2 separate regions of the Mus musculus genome follow, and region 2 is linked to region 1. The links are chromatin contacts, called in public promoter capture Hi-C maps. All regions are on one chromosome and are shown on one strand. Each heading gives the region's core, a stretch centred on a gene start, on an enhancer-like site or on the middle of the called end of the contact. The rest is flanking DNA. Distances are from core to core; before and after follow the strand shown. Region 1 has its middle 22 kb from the start of Gm32897. Region 2 holds the start of Cort (cortistatin).

The links. Promoter capture Hi-C pulls out the DNA fragments that hold promoters and counts their contacts.
Region 2: a contact with region 1 is called in a promoter capture Hi-C map of embryonic stem cells, with 4 times the contacts expected there. The contact joins the promoter of Cort here to the enhancer-like site in region 1. A contact is called at or near these places in 10 of 39 promoter capture datasets (the 3T3-L1 cell line, 3T3-L1-derived adipocytes, the HPC-7 cell line and 5 more), 6 of 484 Hi-C or Micro-C datasets (cardiomyocytes, embryonic fibroblasts, embryonic stem cells and 3 more), 8 of 115 datasets of contacts at active chromatin or transcription factors (embryonic basal ganglia, embryonic stem cells, large pre-B cells and 1 more) and 5 of 9 other capture datasets (adipose tissue, embryonic stem cells, liver and 2 more).

Annotation. Positions count from the first base shown.
Region 1 is chr4:148,722,030-148,728,048 of GRCm38.p6, reverse strand. No RefSeq gene overlaps it. Among named protein-coding and RNA genes, the nearest start is that of Gm32897, 22 kb to the left of the region's middle. Within about 2 kb of position 3,593, at least 33 of the 459 cell types and tissues checked have an H3K27ac peak or open chromatin away from gene starts, as enhancers often do. A contact at or near this core is called in embryonic stem cells, where this site is marked.
Region 2 is chr4:149,123,686-149,129,722 of GRCm38.p6, reverse strand. It overlaps Cort (cortistatin), which reads left to right and starts at 2,960. Exons shown (of 2, transcript NM_007745.4): 1 at 2,960-3,196; 2 at 4,250-4,689. The coding sequence starts at 3,077. The coding sequence ends at 4,459. It overlaps Cenps (centromere protein S), which reads left to right. Exons shown (of 5, transcript NM_027263.2): 5 at 795-1,374. The coding sequence ends at 950.

The DNA.
Region 1 (6,019 bases), core at 2,344-4,843:
AACAGTGAAAGCAAAGAGGTCAGAAGTTCAAGGTCATCTTCATCTACATGGTGAGGTCAAAGCCAGCCTGAGACATTTGGCATCGTGTCTAAATAAAGAGGATACACAGTGAGATGCTATTCACAAGAGGGGAGAAGAGGAGAATGGGTCCAGGGGTTCCAGTTCTCAGATTCTCGTGTCTAGAAAGACTCATTGAAAGAGACATATCAGGGCTTGGTGGGAGAAAGAGAGGGGGGAGGGGAGAGAGAACTGAGAGCCCACAACACAGTGTTCAGTGCAGAGAAGCCAGTCCGAGCATTACATGTGGTTATGGTATCACCTATAAAAGAAGGTAATACAGATATGTGGAAGGTGAGCCAAGCATTTGAACTGACATGTCTCCGAACAAACGCACAAATATTCTCTAAACCCAGGGGAAGCATAGCCCATGAGGAAACACAGAGGAAACTGGAAGCACTGTGATACTAGGGAGACTGGAATAGAAAAATGCCCATAGTGAGCACAGTTGCTGGTGAGGATATGGAGAAACGGAGACCCGTCTACACTTTTTGTAGGAAGCGCCATAGTCCGGCCATGTTGGAAAACTCCCTAGCAATTGTTTAAAATGTTAGGTATGCAGTGATCATGGGCCCCATATTCTAGGGGTAGACTCAGGAGGGAGAAACAGATAGTAAGAGGCTAGCCAGGTGTGGTGGGATACGCCTTCAATCCCAGCACTCGGGAGGCAGAGGCAGGCAGATCTCTGAGTTCCAGGACAGCCAGGGCTACACAGAGAAACCCTGTGTGGACAAACCTAAGTAAGTAAAAGATTGCTAAGATGATGGCTCAGTAGGTACAGGCGCTTGCTGTCAAGACTGACGCCTGTATTCCATCCCCAGAAACTACATGGTGGAAGGAAAGAACTGGCTCCTGCAAACTGTCCTCTGACCTCTGAATGGACACTGTAGCATACACACACACACACACACACACACACACACACACACACACACACACACACACACACACTAGCGTGCACACGGGAAGCTCACGCATCAGTGCGTTATTCATAAGAGACGAGGGATAGACACAAGGAACACCCCAAATCCCCACAGCTGAGGAATGGCTGAGGAAATGAGGAATAGCCACACAATGAACCACGATTCAAACTGTGAAAAATTCAATCCTGGAGCCAAGAAACGGCTCAGAGGTGAGTGTGCTTGCACACACAAATGAACACCTGAGTTCAAGTGCCTAGCACACCATGTGAAAAGCCAACTGGACCCCCATGTCACCTCTAACCCCAGCCTTCTGGGGAGCAGAGACAGTGGATCACTGTTGCTTGCTGGTCACCTGTGTGTACATTTATTTCATTTAGAGACTTTGTTTCAAGAGATTAAGAGGAAGGCTGGCGGGGCAGGAAGGAAGGAAGGCATTTTCCCCTGCCTCCTCGCCCATGAGAGCAGCCGTATGCACCAATGCACACAGGCTCCATACACCACACGCACATGCATACCCAGGAAAAAGAAAAGAGTGGAATATTGGCAGAAGCTATAATAACCATGAACCTTGAGCTGCAAGAGACCACACAGCATATGATCCCGCGTTCATCTCCAGTACAGATAATGCCATAGCGATGGAAATAGTATGGTTGCCAGGGTCTGGGGACACCAAAGAGAACGAGTGTTTGCTTGAGGTTACAGAGTTTCCAGCAAGGGTAGAGCAAAGCGCTAAAGCTGGTTGGTGACACTTGCAGGGCTCTGAAGATAATGGAAATCCTGGGACAGAAAGCCCTCCAAAGGTAAAGTATGCTGGGTACATTGCTGTGTAAACTGTAAATTGTCACGGGGGTTTTTTATTTAAAAAAGAGAAAATTAAGAGATGCCGTGGTGCTACAAACCGTTAAGACCAAGACTCGGGATGCTGAGACAGGAGGGAGGATGGAGGGTTCCGGGTCAGCCTGAATGATGCTGTGTCAAACAAAAGAAGACAAAAAACTTAACTAGTAACTTGATGCATTGAGAGAGGTGGCCTATGTCTGTAAATCCAGAACTCGGGAGGCAAGAGAAGCAGCAAGGGTTCAGAGCAAGACTCTACTAGGCGGCAAGTTCGAGGCCAGCCTGGGCTACCTGAGACCCTGCTGCAACAACCACAATTTTAAAAGATGGAGAGGATGCTGGGGATACAGCGTGCACCTAGCACACAGGGGGCCCTGGGTTCAACCCTCCCCCCCAATAATACTTTTAAGGTAATTAAGGTGCTGGCATTTCTTCTTCTGTCATTACTGGTCCCCAAAGCGAGTTTCAGTGACAACCCGTCCCCCAGTGAGCAATCTGGGATGAACAAAGAATTCAACATTTAAATGAAACAGGATCCAGCTTCTTGATATTTTTTTTCCCTTTGCCCCAGGCTCCAATATGGCTCTGCTCAACCATTACTGATCTCAGCTTCATTTAAAATTTTGATTTATTTTTGATCACTGAGGATTTTTTTTGCATTAATTTTTCCCTTAATTTTTTTAACTTATGTAGTTATCACATGTACATGTGCGTGTGGTGTGTGTGCCTGAACGAAGGCCTGTGGGCCTGTGTGCGAGTGCACGCGCGGGCCTGTGTGGCCCTGTAAGGTCAGAGGTGCCTGGTATCTTCTGTCAGGTTCCACCTTTTTAAAAAATTAATCTTTAAATTTTTTACTTATTATCACAGCATGGAGGGCGTGGGGTAAATGGGAACAGGTGCCATGGTGCATGTGTGGCAGTGAGCTCTCTCCTTCGGGTGACCCATGGGTTCCATGGATCTACCTCAGGTCCCCAGATTTCCTCCGTGAGTGACTTCACCCAGTGTCTCCATGCTGATCCCACACTCCAATTTATTGGAGTCTCTTGGTGAGCCTGGGGCTCCCCTGGTCTGATGGTCTAGCCTGCTCTGAGGATCATCCGTGCCCACCTGGACTAGCAGGGTGCCAGTACACCTGCCAGCTTTTATGTAGGCTCGAACTCTTTGTTGCAAAGCAAGCGCTTGAGCCTTTGAGCTATCGTCCACCAAGCCTTTTCATTTTAACCTGAAGCATGATTTCCCTTATCCCTCAAGCTCACTTTGTAGCCTCTGAGGACTGACCTTGAATTTAGGACCCTCCTGCCTCTACTCCAGAGCGAGTGCTGGGATTACAGGTGTGCACACCACATCTAATTTATGTGCCATAGAGCTGTGTCTTTGAGCCACATTCCCGGGCCTTAATTTTTACTTGTCTTGATTTCTCTTATGCAGGGGCCACCGTCACCCCTGATGTTTTGCATTGGAGTGTTTCATTCATCCCCCTCCCCGGGTCCCTGCCTTGGGGAAAGAATGAGCACGCTCTGGCCCTAAGCCCCTATCCACTCACCCGGGATTCCCAGGCTCCTAGGAAGCCAGAGGGCGGAGGCAGGTCCGGGGTATCCGAGAGGGAGGAAGGGAGCTTGGAGAGAGGGGTGTGGGCAGGGAGGGGACGGGGCAGCCCGCCGCCTGATGCGTATCGATTTGCGCTCGGGGTCGGCGCGGGGGCACCACTGCTGGCGGGCGGGGCGACCGCACATTAGCGCGGCGGGGGACCGCTCCCCGGAACGGCTGCGGGCACATTAGACTTCCCGGCCTGGGACGGGCGACCCCCGCGGGCGGGGCGAGCTGGCTCCTGCAAGGCGGGCGCTGTGCTGCGGGGACCCACCCAATGAATGGGCCGTGTACAGCTTCACCTCTGGCTCTCCTGCCTCTAGGCCTCTGAGTCTTCCGTCAGGACTGCTTCATTGAGCCAGGCCAGGTCTGGAAACACAGCACACACACACTACCTTCACCACCACCAGGGCTGTCCATTTCTTTTGCTTTTGTGAGACAGAGCAGGCACCCTGAAGCCCAGCCCAGTCTGGCCTGGAACTTGCAGCAGTCTTCCTGCCTCAGCCTCCTGAGTGCTGGGATGGCAAGCTTAATTACCACATCCATCTCTGGTTCCCCCCCCCCTCCTCCCGCCCTCCAGTCAAGGCTTCTCTAATCCCTGGCACTTCTCTGACCTCTGACCTTGGGGTTGCATTTCCACACCCCTTGAACAACTCTTTTAACAGTATTTTTTGCATTCTTGAGAACTAAAGTGAGCCAGCCCTTTGGGAAATCACTCCTGACCCACACATCCCCAGTGTTGGCATGCATACCCTGGCTGATCCAGAAGCCAAGTCAACAAGGCCCATCCACCATCCTTTGGACAGGGAACTCTTGGGCACCTGGGTAGCCAGGCAGTGGGGCAACATCAAGGTTGAATTCTAGTTCTGCTTCTTAAAAGCTGTGTGGCCTTTGGGCAAGTGAATGAACCTCTCTGTAGGTCTGGGGATGTAGCTCAGTGGTTCAGCATCTGCCCAGCAGAACGGGAACCATAATTCCTGCCCCGGCAGAAAATCCTGGGGACTACGGCAAAGAGTCTTGCTGCAAAAGGCCTGAACTCCCCACGGTGGGTGGGGCACACAGCAAGCAGGACATCCTTTGGGGCTACTGTGGTGGTACTGTCGCAGTCTCGTGGGAGGGGGGATTGGGGAGGGGCGGATTGGCAGTGTGGTTTCTGCCATCTCTGGCTAGCCCCTCCCTCTAGGCTCCACCCCACTTACCTCCCAAATAGCAGAATGCGTCACTTCCGGAATCAGAAAGCTTCCTGTGTCCTGCCTCTTTTCCTCCGGCAGGTTCCTTTCTCCTTTATCCACTTCCGCTCCAGCACCCACCTGCTGCTCCTTGACAAATGTCTGGGGAAAGCTCAGCGGGTTGCCTCCTGGTCTCTCTTCTCCAAGCCTCCCTTCATCTTTGTCTACATTCAGGGCAGCCATGACAGCCAGCCAGGGCAGCCATGACAGCCAGCCGTGGCACCCAGGACCCAGGTCTCAGGCCATCGGAAGTCACTGTCTTCCCTTCTTTCCTCCCGTCCTTGAAACAGGGTCTCACTGTGTAGCCCAGGCTAGCCTCAGCCTCCTGGATACCAAGATCAGACTTCTGCCACCATTTCTGACACGTGGGGGCCTTCTGAATCTCCCTGGCCGCCTTCTCCTCCTCCGCCTTCTTGGTCTCCTCTGTCTCTTGCTTGACCTGACTCTAAAGCAAAGGGGAGTCTTCCTTGTTGCCACAGGCAAACCCTAGGGAGCCCTGATTCTTCTCCACATTCCCACGTCCTGCGACCCCACCCCCAATCCCTAGGACCTCATTCTAACCACCAAGCACCCGCGAGCAATTCCCAGATTTAAATAAGTTGTTACAACCTCTCTCCAAGCCACTGGCCTCTCTGTTCATCTGTCCGTCCCACACCTTGTCAGCCTCTACCTCAGAAAGCCCCCTGAAGATTAGAAAAAAAGTCATTTCATCAAGCCACAAGCAGGAGGTATTGGGAAGTTAGAGGGATGGTTCAATAGGTAAAGTGTCCACCGCTCAAGAGCGAAGACCCAAGTTCAAATACTGAGCACACTTCTAAACCTGTGCAGCAACAATGACCTGTAATCCCAGCAGGGAAGGCCTTCAGCTCACAGGCCAGCCAGCCTGGCCTCATTAGCAAGCCCCAGGCTCAGTGGGTAACCCTGTCTACAAAATAAGGTGGATGTCAATTCCTGACCCTCCCCCCAACACACACAGAGTGAGCCCATATGTACAGAAGACACACACACAGTGAAAAGGAACACACAAAACACCCATAAACCTTTAGAAGTACATATTAGCTTTCTAAACTGTTGGCATGCTGGCCAGGAAGAAATGGACGCCAGGCACTGGTAGGAGACCCCAGAAGAGCCCTTCTGTAAATGGTGTGACTAATCAGTTCACCCACCTCAGATTCAGGTTCTGAAAAACATGCTTCATCCTGGGTCTACGCCTAGTGTCCTCCAGAACACACTGAAGCTTGCTGGAGGGTGGCTGGGCCCCCGTGCTCACCCCCTCAGTGTGGCCTGGCTTTTTCCTAGAGTTGGCACACATAATCACACTCTTGTCACTATACCCAGACCGAAAGGCCGAAGCCACATGGGACACCTGCCATGAGGTCACTGTGG
Region 2 (6,037 bases), core at 1,711-4,210, 400 kb before region 1:
TTATTTTATGTGTGTAAATGTTTGGCTTGCATGGATCCATGTGTACCATATGCTTGCCTGGTGCCCTTGGGGGTCAGGAAATGGTCTCAGACACCCTGGAACTGGAGTGAACAGGTGGTCATGGGCCACAGTGTGGGTGTTGGGAATCAGAGCTGGGTCCTCTGCAAGAGCAAGAAGTACTGTTAACCACTGAGCCATCTCTCCAGCCCCATTTCTTGTTTGAGACACTCGTGCTGAATTATACAGGCTAGTCTTGAACTTGACTTTTAGATCAGGTAGGCTTTGAACGCGAGATCCTCCTCCTCTGTCACCATCCCAGGAGCCTGGTTTACAGGTGTGCCACCCCAGGCAGGCCATACCCGCAGTTCTGATGGACCAGGGTGGACGGAAGTCTGCAAGCCTGGTTATGCAGAAGAGAACACGATTTCTATTTTTTCACATCTCAAGAGTCATTTTGACCAAGCAGTTATTTTCTAGGTGAAGACACTTGCCACTTTGAGGTGTCAGTGTCACCTGGCTGTGACTGCCAGCAGACGTGGACCACAGCGATCCTGCCTGGTCTCTGCCCTTCTCATGATTTCCCCTCCACAGGAATGGGGACTTGACCCTGTCTCCGTTTCTCGGATAGTTAGTGCTCAATAGATAACTCAGTCAATGAATTTCCACCAGTTCTTTTGGAATGAATATTGGAAAAGGCATAAGTTACTGTGAGGATTTTCTTTTAGGTTTGTAAAATGATTTATAGACAGATTTAAAGACTTAAATATAGTTTTGCTTTTTGTATATATACATAGCTAAAATACATTACAGAGAAGAATGAAGAGATTGCCCAGCTTAACCTGAAAGGAAAGGCCAAGAAGAAAAGAAAGCCGGAAGATGAAAGCAGGAGCTCTCGGGAGTCCATGGCTGAGGAGCTGGACGGGGCTGAGGAGCTGCAGAGCGAGAGCTAAGGCCTTCATCTCATCTGGAAGCAGCGCTCGCCACGAGGGCAGTCTGCAGGGATGAGGACAGACATGGGAAGGACGGCCCCGTGTGTGGGCAGCTTTTCGTGCTGCCTGTTTGAAGTCATTCTCGGCAGAAGCTTAGAAGCTGGGAGTTCCTGCAAAGCCACCTCACGCGTCACGGGGCATAGGAAAGGCTTGCACTTGGGTGGCACAGCGTGACTTAGTGACTGGCAAAGTGGGCTAGCAATCAGCTGTGCTGGCTGTCGGGGTGAGCTTAGTCCTTCACTGTTTATTTCCCAGGTCGAATGCGGGTCTCAGCAGGGTGAATAAATAAAGCTGTGTTTGCTGAGCCCAGCTGCTGTGGCTTCAGGTCTCAGCCTCCATCGCGGTGACTGGTGGTCCCTGGGAATAAATAAAGCTGTGTTTGCTGAGCCCGGCTGCTGTGGCTTCAGGTCTCAGCCTCCATCGCGGTGACTGGTGGTCCCTGGGAATGAAATCTCTTACTCTTCAGGGCTGATTTCAGAAGCAGGGCTTTGTGGCTTTTCTAGCAGGTCTATAGAATTAAGCCTTGGCTCTCCCGAGGAGATGTCTGCTTGAAGGGAAAGTCTGGAGTGTCCCAAGGGCCCTGTCCTACTGTTGCTGTGTCCTGAAGGATGTAAGGTGTTCAGGGCCTGCCTTCTTTCCCTTGTGGAGTGGTAGGGGAGCAGAGGGATAGCTCGCTGGGTGTAGGCAAAGCCTGATGACCTGAGCGTCACCCCATGGTGGAAGAGGGACCTCGGGAAGGTCTCTAGAGCGGGGCGTGTTTTACTTTGGAAGGAGCCGACTTTCAGTTGCTTTGTTTCAGTCTCGAGCCTCCCTTGGATCTTGGTGTTCTCTAGTGTCTGAGATGGGGTTTCAGGTCTGTCTGCATATGCGGGGTCCATCCCTCACATCCCCACAATTCTCAACCTGGACCTGTGAAGGGCCAGGAGGTGGCCCAGGACTTTGTCACTGTCTTGGGAAGGAAGTGGGCTGTCAGCTGGCCGAGTCCAGGTTTCTCAGGAAGTGACTGTGACCTATACAAAGAAAGCATCCCTTACACTTGGCCAGTCTATCGACGTGCATGTCTACATTTTCAAAAATGGTATCTATGACGGGGAGAGGGAGATGCACGTGTGTGCTACAGCGGGAGTGTGGGTCAGAGGTCAAGTTTGTTAGGAACCGGTGTGTTCTTCCGTTTTACCATTATCTGGGGGCCAGAGTGGAGCTGCAGGTTACCAGGGTTGCATCGCAACTGCTGTGCTCAGTGAACCATCTTCCTGGCCTCGTTTCTTTCTATCTTTTTTTTTTTTTTTTTTAAAGAAATGTGCAAACTGCTGACCTGGGCATCTTGGAAAGCCCTAGACCAGGAACTCTGCAAGTGTGCATGTCACTGAGAGGCCCAGGACAGCGTCCGTGGCACTGAGATGCAGAAGGCCTTTGGTCCCGTCTCTCTTCTGCATCCGCATCTATACTTGAGCGAGTCAAAGGTCTAGCCTGGGGCAGAGGGCAGTCTGGGACATGCTCTTGGTTCATCCTTCCTTGCGACCTGGTGAACACTGGGGCCATCCTGTGACCCTGGGTCTTCTCTGTACCTGGTTACTTCTGCTCGTAGCCGATTCAGACATGCCTGCTTTTAGCTCCGGGGATGGACGGAACCGTGGTAGGCACGTGCTGGGCTGAGCTGAGCTGCGTCCCAGCCTGCAGTCTTGCTTCTCCTGGGTAAGACCCCACATCTTCAGCTCTTTACCCAGGCCTGATTTCATATTCTGTTAAATCACCCGGCTTTGTTCTGATGGCTTCCTGCTTGCCACAGGCACAATCACAAGGAAGCAGAACTCCCAGAGCAAGCGCGCATGTGTTCTAAAATAAGAGCAGATTCACTCCAAACACAGGAAAAGTCCCGAGTCTTTAATTAAGGGGCTAAATCCAACCCCACAAATGTTTCTTTCTGTGAGAGCTGATTGCTCCGGCTTGTGCGTCACCGCGTGAGTGTGGAGAGGCGTGTAGGTTTTCAATGAACGAGTGCAGACCCCCAAGCAGGTGGTGCTAGAGCTTAAAACACCACAGAAGAGACCCTCGTCCACCAAGCACAGACCTCAGCACGTCCGAGGATGATGGGTGGCCGAGGCACAGGAGGCAAGTGGCCCTCAGCCTTCGGGCTGCTGCTGCTCTGGGGGGTCGCAGCCTCCGCCCTTCCCCTGGAGAGTGGCCCTACTGGCCAGGACAGTGTGGTGAGTGCACCTGCTCAGTTTGTCTCTGTAATTCTGACCACTCAGTCCTGCATGATGTGTTCTGTGTTGTGGTGTGTGTGTGTCCCTAGGATTTTACAACGCCCCATTCAGACCCCTGGTCCCTGTTTGCCCTCAGTTCTCCTAGCCTGGGTCTGTCAGGGACTCCTCTCTGCTGGTGTCTGCTTTGGAGACAGGGATTGCTTCCAGCTGTCACAGCGCTCCACCGTCTTCTCTGCCGTGAGACCAGTCACACGGACTTCCAGAGCCTTAATTTATATACACAGCTATACTCTCACTCGCTCAAATAATTCCTGCCCTCTTGTTCTCCATGGTGTAAATTTTATAATTTCATCAAATGATTTACTTTCTCTTTTTTCCATTTTTGAAAAAGTTCCAAGAAAGAGTCCATAAAGTTGACCATTAAAAGTGGATTTTTCTTTGAGATCACCAGATGAGTTTCAGATGGGTCGTTTATCATCAGAGTACTCCTAGAAACTTCCTGAGGAGTTTGAAAGAAGGCCCAGACTTAGCGACTCAGTCTGTTCTGATTTCTGAACATCCAGGAGGATGTGTGGAGGTGGGAGAGCCTGTGGACCCAGGGCCTCTCAGCTGGCAGCCATTTTGACAGCTTTCCTAGTCTCAGAGCTGAGGACCTCAGCACAGATTATAAGGTAGAAGTTAAAGCACTTTATTTGTTTTCAAGATAAGGCCTCACTGTGTGTAGCCCAGGCTAGCCCAAGCTCACAGTACTCTATCTGCTGTTGCCTCCTGACTGCCGAGTCCAAAGGTCTCTGCTACCATGCTTGAAAAAAATCAGCATTTTTATTTATTTATTTATTTATTATTATTGGACTGGTCTGTTTTTCTCCACTGAGCAGTTTCTCTAGAGTCCGTCTCACTCTGACTTTGAGGGAGTGTGGTTTGTTAAGGAACAGTTTGCTCTCTGTGGGGGGTGGGGGTGGGGGGGCATATCCGAAGGCTGAGTGAGTCCCAGTGAGTGAGTGGTGAGTGGTTGCTTTTCTCTCCTTTGTTATCTGCTTCTCTAAAACACAGCAGGAAGCCACCGAGGGGAGGAGCGGCCTTCTGACTTTCCTTGCCTGGTGGCACGAGTGGGCTTCCCAAGCCAGCTCCAGCACCCCCGTCGGAGGGGGTACCCCCGGGCTGTCCAAGAGCCAGGAAAGGCCACCCCCCCAACAGCCCCCACACCTGGATAAAAAGCCCTGCAAGAACTTCTTCTGGAAAACCTTCTCCTCGTGCAAGTAACCCCACCCTGGGCATAGCACCCTGGCCACCCTGTGAGATGCCAACGAGACCTGAATAAAGACTGTCAATCAGCGGGGAGCTTTCTTCTTATGTCAGCTTTGCCTCCCCTGCCCTGTGAGAATCATTGGTTTCAGTAATGCTCGCTACCGACAACAGGTCAACTAAGGGATTGGAGATTCAGTGACCCCCTCCAAATAAAATGGTGGTGGCTCTTGCTCCAATCAGCAGAACCATTGGGCTTCCGTCCCCTTCCTGGTGCTGGGAGGTGAGGGTTATGTCTTCTCTTGGTCGACATGCACGTGCGCGCATTTGTGTGTGTGTGTTTGAGTGTGTGTTTGAGAAAAGGTCTGTCTAAGCTCAGGCTGGCCTTGAACTCCTATGTAGTTATGAGTGACCTTAAAATGATTTTCCTGCCTCTACCTCAAGTGTGGGGAATATGTCCAGTTCAAGGCTGTATATTTAAGAGTTCAAAACAGAGTTTATTCTTAGCTTTTGGAGGTAGGGTCTTACATGTAGCCCAGTTGGTCCTGAACTCCCAGCCTGTCTTGGTCTCTTGAGTGCTGGATACAGCCATGTACCACCACATCCAGCCCACTTCAGTCCAGCATGAAAAGTCTCTTCTGGCCCGAGGGTGGCAGAGCGCGTGCCCTGGGTCTGGATTTGATCCTCGGCAGGCACTGTGAACTTCACAAGCAAGCTAGCAACACTGTGTGGTGATTATTCCTCATATTTTAGCTAAAACTAATTTTAAAACTAATGTTATGCTATTAAGCTGACACCATGCTGACATGCTTATAAAAGTTATAGACAAATTCGTTACACAGCTGTTTTAATTAGTAATATGAATTTGTTAGTTCTTCCCATTGATTTTACTTGGTGAGGAAAGAGGTCTCCTGACAGAAGTTTCCCACCGGGCAGTGTGGCTCCCTTGCACCCTGTCCTCCATTCCACTTGCTTTAGAGACAGGGAGTCATTGTTTAGCGTTGTCTGGCCTGCATCTTTGTGTGCAGACTAGTCTAGCCTCTGATTCAAATTGATCCATCTATCTCTTCCTCTCTGTGCCAGGTGGGCCTCGGGATGTGTGCCACAGTGTCTGGCTTACCTTGACTTCTGAGACAGGGATCCCCCCAAAGCTAGCATCCAGACTTTGTCCAGTGAAATACTTTACACACACTTGTCACGTTAGTCTTCCCATTTCACCTCCAGTGAGTAGCGGTTAGATGAGAGATAGTTCTGTTTTCTACGATATAAAGCGACCAACTGCTGAACCCACAGCTAAGCAGAATTTTGGTCTTTTCCAAGGAAGATGGGGGGCAGATTGCTGTTGCCAAAATTAGCTTCAGTTCTCTCCCCTAGCCGTGAAATACTTTCTGGTTTATACACACCTAACTGTCGAGGCACACATTAAGAGAACACTGAATGTGAAGGTTCTGGATGCTAAACTTGCTGTCACTGTGTACATGTGAGGAAAACTGCTGGCATCCATCCATTCCCCCCACCCACCCCACCCCCCACTGTTAGGTGCAGGGATCAAACTCAGGTCACCAGTGTTGGGAGCCACAGATTTTACTCACTGAG